2 separate regions of the Rattus norvegicus genome follow, and region 1 is linked to region 2. A link is a contact called in public Hi-C data. All regions are on one chromosome and are shown on one strand. Each heading gives the region's core, a stretch centred on a gene start, on an enhancer-like site or on the middle of the called end of the contact. The rest is flanking DNA. Distances are from core to core; before and after follow the strand shown.

Region 1 (2,700 bases), core at 58-2,557, 110 kb after region 2:
ATCAAAGGCCGTCAGTCGGAAAACAGGCCCCCCAAAAAGCAGTAAGATTCCAACTCACTTAAAAGCAAATAAATGCCTCTTCCTCTTTAGTTGAAAAGGGGGGGGGGGGGTGCTGCCTGAGACTAGATCCGAAAAGGCAAATGACCTCAATATTTAAGCAACAAAAAAATGTTAACAATCAGAGTTGTGATACAAACCGTGAGACAGACATGCAAGATGTGTCTGAGCAAAGAAAGACCTTTTGCAGTCAAGAGAAGTTCAAGGCGAGAGCAAGAGTTTGTTTTTGGCCTTTTCCCTTTTTTTTTTTTTCTCGGAAATAAACCATGTTCTACAGGCCGCCTTTTTAAATAGAACGCCAAAGGAAAGCCCAGCGAACGAGGCGGCAGCTGGTGGGGAAGGGCCCCCGCACACCCCCGCCCTTGGGGCGACTCCCAGCCCGGACCCGCAGCGGGGAAGCCCGGAGAGGCCATTTAAAGTTCCGAGGATTTTTCTTCCCGTGCCCTGCCTTTCTAGTTACAACTAACAAAGAGAGGGAGAAATGGGAGCCACAGGGAGAGCGAGGAGAAGGAGAAAGGGCAGCGGGAGGAGGAGGAAAGGAGCAGCAGCAGCACCTACCACGTGATGGAGGAGCGTAGCCCGGGCGGATTCGGCCCCACAAAATGGGCGCAGTTTGCAAACAGCCCCCCGGCCTGGGCGCCGAGGACCAGCGGGCGGGGGCGCACGGCGGCGGCTCCGGCCCGGCCCGCCGCTCTCCTCCCCCCCGGCGCCCGGAGCCGCCCTGACTTTCCGGGCGGGGGGGCGAGGCGAAGGGGGAGGGGAAGGCGGCGGCGGGGAGCGGCTGCTTTTTCTTCTCTTTCGGGCCCTTTCTCCGGCCTTCCTCCGTTCCGGCCCGGCTTGGGTACGGCCGGGCACCGCAGCCCCGGCGGGCGGGCGGGGGCAGAGGGTAAAGCTGCCCCCCCCGCCCCGCACAAACAAGCGCCGCCGTCTGCAGCCCGCGCCCGCACCCCGGCCGCCACCCCGGGCGCTTCTTCCCGGCCGGGGAGCGCACTTCGGCCGCCCCCCAAGCCGCCGCGGCGAGACGAGTCGGCTTCGCTACGGCGCTTGGTTCTCCCGCCGGCTCGGCGAGCGGTGGCGGTGGCGGCGGCGGCACTGGGAAAATGGCGGCCGAGCTCCTTTTCCCTCCCCCCCTTTAATCTGAAGCGGAGGGAGAATGGAGCGAGCAAGCGAGCGGGCGAGTGCCGGGGACACGGGGAGGAGGGACAGCAGCGCCTCCGCCGGCTGCGGCTGCGGCGGGCCGCTCCGCCCCGGCGCGCCGCCAGGGGGCGCCCGCCTCGCCGCCCCCGCGGGCTGCCAGGAGGCGCGGCCGCCGCCGCCTCAGTCATGGCTCCTCGCCGCGGCCGCTGCTTCTGCGCCTCTGTTTGCGGAAACCAGTGCCCGGTGCCTGATACGTGCGGCAGCGACACGCGGCACTGCGGCAAGAGGCGCGGGGCCCACGCTTCGATCGAGGTGAGGCTAACCTGAGGCGCTGACGCCGTCACATTCCCTCGGCTCTGGGGCTGGCGGTGCCGCGCGCCGGTATGAGGGGAGGGCGGACTGGCACAGCAGAGCTAGAGGACGTGAGCGAAGAACTGTTGTGTGCAGTGAATGAAGAAGCTGCTGCGGCCACACTACCCCAGGGCCAACCGTGCTCTGAGACGGGCAGGAAGCTCCCTGACCAGTGACGCGGTCCCTGCCACCCGCCCTTTGTCCTACACCCTGTTCAGTACACTGCAGCACACGGCTGGCTGCTAGCCCTAGCGCCACGCTCCGCAGCCGCCAAACCAAAAAATAAGCGGACGCCATTGCGCACGCGCGAGCTAGGACCGACTCCGGGCTAACCCGGGCAGGGGCAGCTGGGAGCTAAAGGGGAAGTGATGGCCCACCAGCGCCGGGCCCGCTGGGAACTGTAGTTTTCGTTCAGCCCGCGTCTTGTTTTAGGCTTCTTGGTTTGTCAGATCCGCCAAAATAGGCAAAAACGCATTCATTACACAATAATATTTATGTTTCCTGCTAATGCCAAATTAATGTTCACTGCCCCGCTGAAAGTTTAACAATGGACAACAGCAAACAGATGGAAACAGTCATGTTTCAGCGTTGACTTAAAAAGTGGTGGCACCTTATTACTCTTGACTGCTAGTTTGTCAGCACGATATTGATTCCTTCCTCCCAAATAAGGTTTAATGTAAGAGAACATTTTCTAGATTATAAAACTTAACATAATGCAAAGGGCTACATTACACAGTACATTTCCACCACCCTTAAAGCTAGAGATGTCAAAAGATTATTAGAACTCACCAAAATTAAATAGCATAAAACTTGTTCCAACAACTAAATCACCAAGCTCAGCAGATGAGAAGGGTAAAGTCTACCAAAAAAGGAAGATGCAAAATGCTCGATTCTTTGTGTGGTTTACCAAAACCAGTATCCGGTGTTATGTGTCACTTCAGCTCCTCAAAAGACACTATTGTTCTAGAACAGTTTTCATTAGCCCACAAAGTCTCTAACTCACCAGGTTTCTGCAACACCTGCATCTATATCTCTCTTGAGCTTCCATCTGCATTTTTTTTAAATTACACTCTCAAACATGATCTTGGTTCTCAAATATCAAAGGCAGGAGGCACCAGAGAGTCAAATTACACATGGATAAACGGATAGATATTT
Region 2 (2,700 bases), core at 157-2,656:
AGGCAGCAGGCTCCGACTGTCAGGGAGAGCTTGTGGCTGGCCTGTTTCTCTGAGTGAAGATGGTCCTCTCTAATCACAACTTCAAGTCCCACAGCAGCCCTGGCAGACATCTAAGAACTCCTGCATCACAAGAGAAAAGGACACTAGTACCAGCAGGGAGAGCTGTGGCCCTAGAAATTCCATGACTCTCCACTACATATCCGTGGGTCCTTTCCAAGCCTTGGCCTCGTCACCAAGGGCTTGGGATGGACTGCCCCACTGATGAAAGGGACATCTTTGGAGACCCCCTTGGTTTCCAAGGCGTCAGCCCCCTGACCTTGCATGACCTCCTACAGCTGTAAGGATGAGGCCTTTAAAGATTAGGAACCTCAGGCCCAGGTCGGCCACTTTGGGCTTGGGTACAGTTAGGGACGATGCGGTAGAAGGAGGTGGCCAACCTTTCCCATATAAGAGTTCTGTGTGCCCAGAGCTACCCTATTGTGAGCTCCCCACTGCTGATGGACTTTAGCTGTCCTTAGAAGTGAAGAGTCCAACGGAGGAAAAGGAAGTGTGGTTTGATGGTCTGTGGTCCCTTCATCATGGTTACCTGTTGTGGTTTTCTCTCGTATACCCATTTACCCATCCTGCAGTTCCTGTCCTTGAATAGGGGTGGGGGTACTCTGCCATATCTCTTGTAGGGCAGTCAGCCCCCAAGTCATAGTTTGGAGTGATCTGGTCAGTGCTAATAGGCAGTTTACAAAGGAATTCTGGCTTGTTACTTCAGTGAGGACAATCCCCCAAGGGCCCTGGCACCTGTCCTGTCTTTCCATGGCTCTCCACTGCAGAGCCAATGTCTTTGGGTGGGCTAGATAGGGTGTACAATTTGCCTGGTTCCTCCAAGCTCTTAATCCACTTTATCAATAGTTCCATTTAAATTGACTTCAATGATAAGAGTGTATCCCATTTGAGATTGCTTGTGTTGTGGGGTAAAGGGGGGAGGAGGAACATGTTAAGATAATTGACATGGGCAAGGGGAAGTCTTGAAGTGTAGCAGTTAAACCATCTTGTAGCCCCATTCATGATGTTGACCACTTGCTAGAGAGAAGAGGTGCCATAAGGCTAGAACCTAGAGGCTTGGCTGTCCCACCAACAGGCAGGCTTTTGCAAGGCAGAGGCAGCCAGCTAGGTCCCTGACTTCCCAGCCAGGTGCAGCTCTAAGAACTGCTCTTGCCTGCTGCCTTCTTGTGGTGTCCAGAGCCCACAGCCAATGCCTCCTCAAAACCCTGGCTTCCTTCCTTCTAATCCACTGGCACATCAGCATCACCTCCGGATTGACTTCAGATCCACAGCCTACACTACTAGCAGTGGGTAAGACCACTTCCTTTGTCCTTGTCTGTTCTCCAGAAAAGTGGGCATGGAGGCGGTGTTAATAACTATAGGTCTGTGGCTTTATGAGCCTTCAAACTTCTCTCTAGCTTCTGAAAGGGTTACTTTTGGGCAGTATTGCAGTCTCACCCTCCCGATGGGCTGTAGCCTGTGCAGTTGCTGTACTGGGCATGATCTCCAGTGCTTGCAAGTCCCATGATTTCTTTGGTGATTTTGAGGGTGGGGGGAGGGACATGAATCATCTTAGCTTAGCTTCCTGTCTGTGAATGTCCATATAGTGTACTGTGTTTTAACAAACGATTTACACTGACTGTTGCTGTACAAGTGAATTTGGAAATAAAGTTATTACTCTGATTAAACAAAATCTCTGTTCATGAGTTCCAAGTTAAGAAAACAATAGTTTACAAGCTCTTTCCCCAACTGAGAAAATTCAGAACAGGAAATAAAAGTAAAAGCCAGACACTGGAGAGAGAGCTTTCTTTATTCATGCTCACATTCTACTGCTGGCATACTACCCTCAATCAGTATTGTGTGGCCGAACTCACAAGGCAACATTCAAGAGCTCCTAAAGCCTGTGTCAGTTCATGCAAACTGAAGAAGTTTGGTGTGGGATGTATGAGACCCATCATTTTTGGAACTTAAGTGGTGAGGATGAAACAACCCAAGCCAGTCAGTTGCAAACCCCAACACCCACACAATTGCACTGCTGCTTTTGTACCTTGGAATCGTCATATAAATCAAGGATATTTCTGTTAGAGATAGGGCGGCTTCTTGCTCACAGTATTACAAAGGAAAAGACAACCCATCTTTTCTTGACACAGGGTCTCTCTCCTGCAGCCCAGGCTGGCCTTGATCCTGAGTGCTGGGATTATAGGGGTGTACTATGCTGTTAACGAGTTGCGTGGTCCTCATGCATGCTTGGGCAAGCATTCTACCAACAAAGCAAGAGCCCATCCTCAGCCCCAATTTCTTGTTGAATGCTATTGCATGTGGTCAGAGTACCACTTTGGGCATCTGCCGATCCACCTCGTTTGTTTGAGACATTATTTTACTACACACATGCCACGTTATCTGGTCTCCTAGCTGCTTAGGGATTCTTGGGCTTCAGTCATCTCCCACAGAACACTAGGATTACAGATGTTCAGCTTGATGTGGGTTCTAGATTCAAACTCAGGGTCTCATTATGCACTTCACTGAGTTGTCTTCCTCACTTCTGAGTTCTTTGGTAATTATATCAAGGTCATGATCCTTTGATTTCCAATTTTAAAACACTTACCTTCCTCAGTCACCCCCTCCTTGCCATGCCTAGCCTCTGCAGACAGCTGCTTTAGTCCA

The links. Hi-C and Micro-C count contacts between places; a contact is called where the count stands out from the background.
Region 1: a Hi-C map of Schwann cells shows a contact between it and region 2, with 2.3 times the contacts expected there. The contact joins two enhancer-like sites. A contact is called at or near these places in 5 of 12 Hi-C or Micro-C datasets (Schwann cells, frontal cortex, kidney and 2 more) and 1 of 1 datasets of contacts at active chromatin or transcription factors (oligodendrocytes).

What each region holds. Positions count from the first base shown.
Region 1 is chr10:89,840,999-89,843,698 of GRCr8, forward strand. All of the region lies in intron 2 of Kansl1 (KAT8 regulatory NSL complex subunit 1), which reads right to left. Among named protein-coding and RNA genes, the nearest start is that of Kansl1, 26 kb to the right of the region's middle. Within about 2 kb of position 1,308, at least 90 of the 93 cell types and tissues checked have an H3K27ac peak or open chromatin away from gene starts, as enhancers often do. A contact at or near this core is called in Schwann cells, where this site is marked.
Region 2 is chr10:89,734,380-89,737,079 of GRCr8, forward strand. It overlaps Mapt (microtubule-associated protein tau), which reads left to right. Exons shown (of 10, transcript NM_017212.3): 10 at 1-1,729. Among named protein-coding and RNA genes, the nearest start is that of Mapt, 97 kb to the left of the region's middle. Within about 2 kb of position 1,407, at least 2 of the 93 cell types and tissues checked have an H3K27ac peak or open chromatin away from gene starts, as enhancers often do. A contact at or near this core is called in Schwann cells, where this site is marked.